2 separate regions of the Sus scrofa genome follow, and region 2 is linked to region 1. A link is a contact called in public HiChIP or PLAC-seq data. All regions are on one chromosome and are shown on one strand. The core of a region is the stretch at or near the end of the contact, and the rest is flanking DNA. Distances in the headings are between cores, read along the strand shown.

Region 1 (4,943 bases), core at 1,361-3,860:
CTTCACAAACATCACGGATTCCTCGCCTCTCCCGCTCGCTCGCTCGCGCAAACCGCCCTCATACGGGGACCCACACAGATGCTGAGACTTCTAAGAATGACACCTGCCCTGAAATTCTTCTCACCTCCGAGGGGGAGGGGAAACAGCTGAAGCCTCTGGCTGTCTCAGGCCAGAGGTGAGGGAGAGTGTGGCGGCTTGGACAGTGGGCCAGCCTAGAGTCCAGGGGCTGTCACACACGCACCCGAGAGCGCAGCCCGATGACACCAACCCAGCCCGTGTTCCAGGCTGGCCCGGCACAGCGCTCCTGGGCGCAGAGTCAAAAGAAGGGTCAACTGTTCTAGTCTGTGGGGCCGAGTGTACTTTCCAGAGTCATCCTAAGGAGGAGTTTCCTGGGTTGCTTTTTCTGTCATCTTCCCAGACTCTGGGATCCCTGGAGCATCCTCTGAAAAATCCAAGGTCCAAAAAGTTTGGGATTAGGGAGACTCAGCTGGGGTCGAGGACAAAAACATAGAGAAACTGTGATGGGGAGCAGTGAGGTCCACGAGGAAGCTTTGCTCATTCAAGCTTTGCTCATTCTGTCTACAGGCGTTCAGTGGGTGCCAGCCCTGGTCTAGGTGCTGAGTGCAGATGCTGGCGGGATGATCCAGGGCCAAGAAGCCGAATGAAGACTCAGAGTGAAGATGCTGCGTGCACATCCAAAGGGTGCTGGGTGAAAAAGCTGGGTGACAGTGAAGTTGGATGTAACGGTAGGAGGGAGGGTGATGAAAGAGGGAGTGACTCTGGCTTCCATCCTTGTCATGAAGCCCTAAGCGGCCCCCGCCTCTCTGGCTTCTGGCCCATCAGAAGCAGAGGCGTCCGCAGCCCCATCCTCGCTGCCCACCAGCGGCTCCTCCTCACCCTTCAGCTTGGCGGCTGACCCAGCCTTTATCTCCTCCAGCGCCAAGGAGCCCTGGCGAGACTTCCGTTTCCCAAAGAAAGTGGTGAGCGTGGGTCGCTGGCCAGGCCCCTCCCCCTGGGGAGCCCCAGAGTCCTTGTTGCCCCCAGATGCTCCCTCTGGTGACATGGCCTCCTCATCGGACACCTGGGCTCGCCCAGCCCAGGCATCTACGACCCCATTGCGGTTTCCACCTCTGCTTAGTGTCAGGACTCCTGTCTTCCGCTTCTGCCGCTGGCGCCATAGCAGGAGTAGTACCACGAGGACAATGACCACCAGCAGGGCCACAAGCACGGCTACCAGCATGGTGCCATTTGTCCTCTGACCTGAATTTTGGGGGGAGCTACTGCTTGTGTCTACGGTGGATATTCCTACCCCAAAGATGGGGTCAGTGGTCTTCATAGAGGTCTCCCTGGTGACAGGGGGTCCACTGGTCCCCTTGGAAGTCGTTAGCAAGCCAGTTTCAATGGTGACAGGGGGTCCACGGGTCACAACGGAGGTCTTCGAAGACCTAGTTGCCATGATGACAGGGGGTCCAGTGGTTCCACTGGAGGCCACCAGAGAGCTGGTTGCCGTGGTATTAGGAGGTCCACTGGTCCCATCAGAGGTCTCCAGAGAGCTGGTTGCCGTGGTGACAGGAGGTCCACTGGTCCCATCAGAGGTCTCCAGAGAGCTGGTGGTCATGGTTTTACCAGTCACAGTGTGCAACCCCAGGGAGCTCATTCCTGAGACAGCAGGTGTATTGGCTGCATCAGAGATCTCCAGGAGCATGGATTTCCTGTTGGTGGAAACTTCCTGGGAGAGTACTGACCTGGGGAGAGGAAGGCCACTGCTGGCAGCAATGGAAATCCCGGGGGAGGACACCTCTTCAGCTGGGTAGGGAGTTGAGGAAGGCAGGAAGATCTGATGCCCAGGGCTGTTACTTTCCTCAGGGAGCTCAGTTGTTGAAAGACTGGATGCTTCTGAGTTGATTTCGGGGGTCCCAGAGACAGAGACCAAAGGAAAAGGGGACCTTGCGGGTTCAGACATCTGCAAAGCAGTCGTGCTCTCTGGAAGCTCTAGGCTTGCCACTGGGGCCCAGACGCTCCCAAAGAAGAGGAAAAGCGGGATCATTTTCAAGGCGACAGGCATGAGCAGGAGTTGGGACCTGAGGGTGGGGAAACCGGAGAAAGAGAACACATAAGAACCTGGGGTGGGGGGAGGACCTAGCCAGGCCCTCTCCCCGCCCTTGCCCACTTCCCTGCCAACTGCCAGGCCGAACTCTGCGGTTCAACGGCTTTTTCCACCCCTGCTTGTACTCGTATCAGAAAGTACAAGATGCTGGCGGTTCCCCCATCAACTCTCTCCCTAGGTCCCCTCAGCCTGCCTTGGCAGCTTGTGCTCCAGCAAAGGCCACCCCCTCCCCACCTGTCCCAACCGTGGGCAGCCTCAGTGGCTCCACAGTCTCCTTTTCCATTATCCATCAAGGTCTTTTTCAAGCCAGAAGCACATCCCCAGGTGCACTGGGGCTGCTGCTCCACCAAATCACACCCCTTACCAGCTCACCTGATAAGGGCGAGGTTGCGGCCAGGCTGCTCCAACTCCTCTTGAAGCTGGGGCAAGACTGGTGGCCAGGGCCCCAGGGGGAAAGGAAATGGCCCTGGCTCCACCCACCCCAGCATCCTGCCCCACCCTCCTGCTCCTACATTGGCGGGCTATGAGCAAGGCATCGCTTTTTCAGGGTCTGAGATGGTGGGGGACTCTGGGGCAGGTGGGAATGGTGGGTGGGATCTGGAATGGGGTTCCTCGTTCTCAGTTGGGAAATGTGATAGCAGAGGGTGAAGCTGGGATAGGGGTGAGAGTGGGTGGAGGGGTGGAACTGTGTGGTTGAGAATGGGGGGTGCGGAGGAGGAGCTGGGAGGGGAAGGTGGTTTCCTTTGCATTTGTGGTCCCCAAGCTGTTAGGCCAGGACCCAAGGCTAGCACTTTTTCTGCCCCAAGAGCTCCCAGGAAGTACCAGGGTGCGAGGAACTCCCTCCCTCTGGCTGGGGGCAGTGAAAGCCTTCGCAGGTTGTAGGAAAATCCTGGTGGGCTCTTGACTTCTCGAGAAGCTGGAGTGGGCTGGTGTCACCACAGTGGCCCCCAGTCATGGGATGCCTGACTAAATCGAAGTGGTTCTTAAGCACGCTATACGCTACGATCTTATTTTTGCAGAAGACTAATAAAAATGTGGGAGTCAACACTGATGACAGTCTGGAAAGGTATCTACTGAGGTATTACCACGTTTCTTTGGGTACGTCTGGGTAGGGAGTTCTTTAGTTTCTGCCTTGGATAGTTGTTCTTTTCTCACTTTCGTTGAACGTGTAAGCTTGGGCTTTCGGTACGTGTGTGGTTTTTTGTTTTGTATTCTGCCTTTCTCGAAAAAAATCAAAACCGATTATGTCACAAAAGTAATAATACATGTCCGTGAGAGATGATTAAAAGAAGCCAATGTCACAGCCCGGGATCGAACCGAACTCATGAGCTAAGAGTTAGTCCGACAAAGATGTGCGATTCCTAGGTCAGAGACGCAGGCATCCGCGCCTCATGGCTAAGCAAGCAGCAGAAGCACCGTGTCTGCTTCAGTTCCTCTTGCCTCTGAGTCCCACAGGGGTGACGGCGAGGGGTTTGCACGGCAGCTGAGCTTGGAGAATTTTCCTCTTTTCGAGGAGGTGGTTAGCAAGCCTGCTCTTTGTCCCAAAAGGAGACGTTACTTCATCCTCAGAGTTACTCACTGCGAACACAATCTTGAGCAACCCCCTGAATAGAGAGCATCTGGGACCGTGCCTTGCTGGCAGAGGAGCAGGAGTGTGCAGGGCTGCTCAGGGCTGCGGTGGATTGGCTTTCCCAACAGGCAGGAATTGAAAAGTGACAAAGCTCCTCTACCACCACCGCCAGCTATGCCCTAGTAACGATAAGTCTGGATGCATATACACAGGCATATTCTTTTTTTTCCCCAATACGTTATTATTTTTTTTCTACTGTACAGCACGGTGATCCAGTTACACGTACATGTGTACATTCTTTTATCTCACATCATCGTGCTCCATCATAAGTGACTAGACATTGTTCTCATATACATGTATAGGCTAGTATTAGGTTTTATCATGCATACTGCTCCACACTTTTTTTTTAAAAAAACGGAACAATAGGAAAGAAGGAAGGAAGGAGAGAAGGGAGGGAGGGAGGAAACCTTTCCATTGTCAGACATTACGTTGTTTCAACATTTTGCTCCTGCAAACAGAAATGTAGGAGTAGGGGTTTCCGTTGTGCCTCGGTGGTTAAGGAACCTGACTAACATCCATGAGGACACGGGTTTGATCTCTGGCCTCGCTCAGTGGGTTAAGGATCCGGCATTGCCGTGAGCTGTGGTGTAGGTCGTAGATGTGGCTCAGATCCTGCGTTGCTGTGGCTACAGCTCCGATTGGACCCCTTGCCTGGGAACCTCCATATGCAGTGGGTGCTACCCTAAAAAGACAAAAAGACCAAAAGAAAGAAAAGAAAGAAAGAGAGAAAGAAAGAAACATAGAAGTAATTGGCTGCAAAGTAATTGGAGGTTTAAAAAAAATTTTTTTTTGGCTGCACAAGTAGCATGCAAAAGTTCCAGGCCAGCAGTCGAACCCATGCAGCAACCTGAGACACAGCAGTGACAACACTGGATCCTTAACCCACTGAGCCACCATCGAACTCCTAAATGGATTTTTGTTGTTGTCTTTTTAGGGACGTGTCTGCGGGATATGGAAGTTCCCAGGTTAGGGGTTGAATTGCAGCTGCAGCTGCAGCTCCCAGCCTCTGCCACAGCCACAGCAACACCAGATCCAAGCCGCATCTGTGACCTACACCACAGCTCATGGCAATGCCAGATCCTTAACCCACTGAACAAGGCCAGGAATTGAACCTGCGTCCTCATGGATACTAGTCGGGTTTGTTACCACTGAGCCACAACGGGAAGTCCAACATAAATTTTTTTAATTCAAAAAAATAAACAAAAA
Region 2 (4,726 bases), core at 539-3,038, 64 kb before region 1:
AATGGGAGTGAGATGACCAGGCCTTGAAGAAGGGATGAGAAAATGGAGTGAAAAAGCAAAAAGAAGAGAGAGAAAAAGGGGGTCTGAGAGGCTGAACTCAGACAACTACAATGAGGATCAAAATCATGAAAACCAGGACGGGGGTGGGGGGCGGGCTTCCTACCTCACATTTGAAGGGCCGTTCTGTTGAGTGCACTTGTCTGACGTGACTGTTGAGGTGATCCGGCCTGGGGATACGTGGGGGCTGGGGTTAGGGGTCTTGAGTGTGGAGGTGCCCCCCCACCCCGTCTGCCTAACTTGTTAGTACATCAGGCCTCTCCGTAGGTCCCTGCAATGCCTCTCAAGCCCAGGGCTTCAGAGTCCCGGGCAGGCAGGCAGGAGATCCCTCCTCTCGCGCGCGCAGGGCTGCCTGGTCCTCCTCCCACGCGAAGCTCTCCTACAACCCAAGGACCCACCTCCTCTGCTAAGTACCACCCCCTGCTCCCTGGTAACCAGGAGAGGCTTTTCTCCCTCCTCCCAGGGAGTGGCTCCCTGTCCTCCTCCTCGGAAGCCACCCTCCCTCCCAACCAGCCAAGGCCAGGCCACCTCCATCGCAGGCCGGCCCTCCCTCCCCACCCGCCCGCCCAGTGGGCGGCCGAGGCCCTGTGCACACCGGGAGAAGCTCTTGCCACAGTGGGAGCAGTTGTAGGGCTTGTGCACAGCGCCGTCATGTGAGCGCACGTGGTAGCTCATGCGGTCCTTGCGCTTGAAGCGCTGCTGGCACACCGGGCACTGGTAGGGCTTCTCGTCCGAGTGCGACAGCTTGTGTCGGTTCAGGTGGTAGACGTCGCGGAAGGCCTTGCCGCACATCTCGCAGGCGTGGTTCTTCCGGATGCGCTTTCCCGAGGCGGTCGTGGTGACCACGCCGCCGGCGGCCACTGCGGCCGCTCCGCCGCCGGCACCAGCTTCTCCCCCTCCCCCGCCTGCCCCGCTCAACTGGGGCACGCTCAGGAGGCTCAGGGGCACCATGGTGGGCATCTTCATAGCACCCGAGGGGACCCGGCCGGCTTTGGCTCCCGTGTGGATGGCCTCGTGCCTCCGGAGGTTGTAGCCGTTCTTGAACTCCTTAGCGCACAGAGCACAGATGTAGGGCCCCTTGCTCTTTGTCTTCTTCTCCAAGGCAGATGCAACCGGGGCCACGGCGACCGTCGAGGTTGGGGCTACGACGGCGGTGGCCGCGGCTGCGGCGATGGTGGCGGCAGAGACAGGGGGCGCGGCCTCCGCGGCGGGCGCCGACACTGGCGGGGGCGGCGGAGGGGGCGCCGGGGGCTGCTTCAGAGCCGCTGTGTCCACAGTGGAGGCGGCGGCCGGGGCCGGGGGCGCAGCAGCAACGGCGGCGGCGGCGGCGGCGGCAGCAGCGGCGGCCGCGGCCGCGGCGGACTCCTGGGCGGCGGCGAGAACCGGGAGCAAGTCCACCTGGAGGGGCTCGGCCGCCGGGGCCTGGGGCGTGGGTGGGGGCGCCGGCGCGGCCTGCGAAGACAAGGCGCCGTGTGGGCCGCGGCCGCGAGTCGGCGCCCTCCCGGCCCGGCCGGCCCCTACTCACCTGGAATGGACTCTGGGCGCAGCCCTGGGAGGCAAAGAAGCGGGACTGGAGCTCAGCCCCGACCTGCAGGGGGTTCTGGGCGTGACCCTGAGGTGGCGGGAAGGAGTTCATGAGGCCGCCCACCCCCCGGGAGTCCAGGCCCAGCACGGGGAAGGGGGGGCCAGCAGCGTGCAAGGGAACACGGGGAACATGGCCTCGGCCACGGCGGGGCCCCCGGGGCTCAGCGGGGGCCGGGGGCGCGGGCCGCGCGGGGCCCGGGCTCGGGGCGCCGCCCCCGGCCGGCCGGGCTGGGCCGCGCCGAACGCATGGCCCGCGGGCCGCCCCGCCGCCCGCGCACCCCGGCCGGCGGGAGGGAGGGAAGGAGGGCGCCTGGCGGGCCGCGGAACGCGGCGGCGACGGCGGCGGCGACGCCCCCTGGGTGGGGGCGGGAGGCCCCGCGGGGCCGGGGGCCGGGGGCGGGGGCCCGGGCGGCGGCGGCGGCGGCGGCGGTTGGAGCCTGGCGGGGCGGGGTGGGGGGAGCGAGGGAGCAGCCTCGGCCCCGCCGCGCGCGCGCCCAGCCGGCGCCTCGGGGAGGGCGGGGGAGGGCGCGAGGGAGGGAGGGGGACAGCTGCGCGCGCACCGGGCGCGCGGAGGGGGGGGTGGGACGGGAGGGAGGGCGGGCGGGAGGGGTGTGGGAAGGGGGGTGGGGGCGGGGGGAGGGGGTTGTTACCTGGAAGATGAAGCTGCTCCAGTTGCCGGGATCCATGGCGGAGGGAGGGAGGGAGGTGGCTCGCGCTCACCCTGGGGCGGGAGGAGGAGGAGGCGGCGGTGGGGGAGGGGGAACCCGGGGAGGAGGCGCGCGGGGCGGGCGGGAGGGGGGAGGAGGAGGAGGGTGGGGGAGCGGAGCACACTGCGCGCGGGGAGGGCGGGCGGGGGGCGCGAGGACACACAAGAGGCTGGAGCGGGCGCGAGCGCGAGCGCGCGCGAGGCCAGCGGGAGGGGGAAGGTACGAGAGGGACTCTGGCGGGAGGAGGGACGGGGGAGCCACCCGGCAGCCGGAGTCGCCCCAAGCGCGAGACCCCTGAGACGGCCGCTGATTGGCTGACGATGGCGCAGGTGGTGGGCGCGCGGGAGACGGGGCGGCTTCTCTTCCCCCCCTCAAAGATTCCACCCCCCTTCTCCCTCCGCCAGCGGCCGTTATTTCGCGCGCACGCGCGCAAACTCGCCGTCGTTGCCGAGCGGGAGAATAGGGGAGCGCGCGCCAGGGGTACGAACGGGGCGGGGTCAATCGCTAAGCGCGCGCCCGCCTAACGGTCGTCGTCCTCGGGTTTTCGCGGGAGCTTTTTGTTTCCTCTCGGCCACCGTCCTTTCTGCCTCCTCTCTCCAGCGGTTTATTTACAATCCTGCGCTGCTTCGTGTTTTCCCAAAGATGGCGCCCAAAGAAGTTAGCCCGCGGCGCCTGTGGCCCGGCCCAAAGGCAGTGATACCCGGGCCCCACCCCCGCAGCCCCAAGAATCAGGCTGAAGCAAAGGAATGACAACTGTATTTACACGAAAGTGGGTTACACAAGGATTTAAAAAAAAAAAAAAAAAAGCAAAGTGAAGAGGGGAGCTGGCAGTCAGGAGGGGCCGCAGCGCTGGCCCGCGGCGAGACCCAGGATGTTCGCCTGCAACACAGGAGGGGAGGGGAGAGCAGCAGCGTCAGGGCCGAGACGGGCACAGGCCAGGGGAGGAAGGGCTCAGCCGTGAGCTCACCTTCAGGAACGACTCCATCTGTTTGCTGGAGATGCCCTCCACGCGTTCCAGGTCCTCCACCTGGCAGGACAGCCGTGATGGAGAAGGGGCCGAGGGAGTGCCAGGCTCCTCCCACCCCCACTCCCCCCTGGGCCATTACCTGGCTGAAGGGGCCATGGAGCTCCCTCCAGCCCACGATGAGCTGGGCCTTCTTTTGGCCAATGCGCTGCAGGCTGCGTAGATCCCGGGCTGAGCCTTCATTCAGCAGATCTAATATTTTTTGGCGCCCATGGGCCAGTAGCTCCGGGCTGATCTGTAGCTCCCAGCAATCCTCAGCCTTCTCCTCGGGCTCTGAGGCATCCAGGGACTCCAGCTATTAGGCAGGAGGTGAGTGACAACAGAGTGCTGTTCAGCCTGCAGCGGTAAACTGCTTTGGACTCTGCAAGGATAGAAGCCTAACAGCAGCTACCTCCCCGCCCTCCCCAGCCTCTCTTTCCCTCCTGTTCAGTTGCCATTCCCCGAACCCTTCCCTCTGGCCACTCTCTGGGCTGATTCTCATTTTATCCAACTTGTGAAAGAGTTGCTGTGATGATCAGATGAGTTCATGAATGTAAAATACATAGCAAGCTCTTAAATCTGGGCCTTCATCTCTAAAAAGAATAAGCACATAGAAGGTGCTCAAGAAATGATAACCCCCCAGTGTCACCCCAGTTTTTAGGTAGGTCTTCCAGTGTTTAGGCTCTTTCCCTAAGTGGGCTCTGCAGTTTGTAGAGGGCAAGACCCAGGCTACACACTGTACCTAGTAAGTAGCTATCAACTGACGGTGAGGGACACCAGGAAGAAAGGTAACAAGTGAGGGACACCCATCCTGCTAGATAAACTCATCTCACTGCATTTCATCTGAAATGCCCTGTGAGGCATGCTGCATCCAGAGGGGAAGCGACTTGGAAGAGCTGTAAACAGCTGACAAGGGTTCAAACAGACCAAGTAACCCTCTGGCCAGCCCTCTTCCCACCGAAGCTCACCACCTGTTACTTCCCCTGGGATCTATGTAGGTGTATGTAGCCTAAGGCTTCAGCTACTCTCACCTTTCTCTTCCGGCCTTTCTTCTTCAAGATGTGGATCTCAGCATTTGGGGATGCTGCCTGCTCCTGAACTGAAAGCAAGAATTGTGAACTGGAGTCACGGCCGAGGCTACTTTTTGGCCCCCTGGTAGCCATTTGGTTCTTCGATTTCTGATTCCCCAAGTCACCTCAACCCCAGTTAACTCTCTTTTGTTGGGTTGTTTTTTTTGCCACACATGGCATGTGGAGGTTCCTGGGCCAGGGATTAAACCCACGCCACAGGAGGAACCCAAGCTGCTGCACTGACAATGCTGTATCCCTAACCTGCTGCGCCACAATAGAACTTCTCTGCATGACCATCCCATTCT

The links. HiChIP or PLAC-seq counts read pairs in DNA pulled down with a chosen protein or histone mark.
Region 2: an H3K27ac HiChIP or PLAC-seq map of alveolar macrophages shows a contact between it and region 1. The contact joins the promoter of MAZ here to the promoter of SPN in region 1. A contact is called at or near these places in 1 of 5 promoter capture datasets (fetal skeletal muscle), 1 of 47 Hi-C or Micro-C datasets (embryonic fibroblasts) and 1 of 2 datasets of contacts at active chromatin or transcription factors (alveolar macrophages).

The regions. Positions count from the first base shown.
Region 1 is chr3:17,976,398-17,981,340 of Sscrofa11.1, reverse strand. SPN (leukosialin) reads right to left here and starts at 2,610. Exons shown (of 2, transcript XM_005655097.3): 1 at 2,480-2,610; 2 at 1-2,081. The coding sequence starts at 2,595. The coding sequence ends at 806.
Region 2 is chr3:18,040,094-18,044,819 of Sscrofa11.1, reverse strand. It overlaps MAZ (myc-associated zinc finger protein), which reads right to left and starts at 1,788. Exons shown (of 7, transcript XM_003354553.4): 1 at 1,746-1,788; 2 at 1,583-1,743; 3 at 653-1,509; 4 at 164-227. The coding sequence starts at 1,773. KIF22 (kinesin family member 22) reads right to left here. Exons shown (of 14, transcript NM_001243019.1): 11 at 4,383-4,450; 12 at 3,455-3,667; 13 at 3,316-3,375; 14 at 3,088-3,227. The coding sequence ends at 3,180.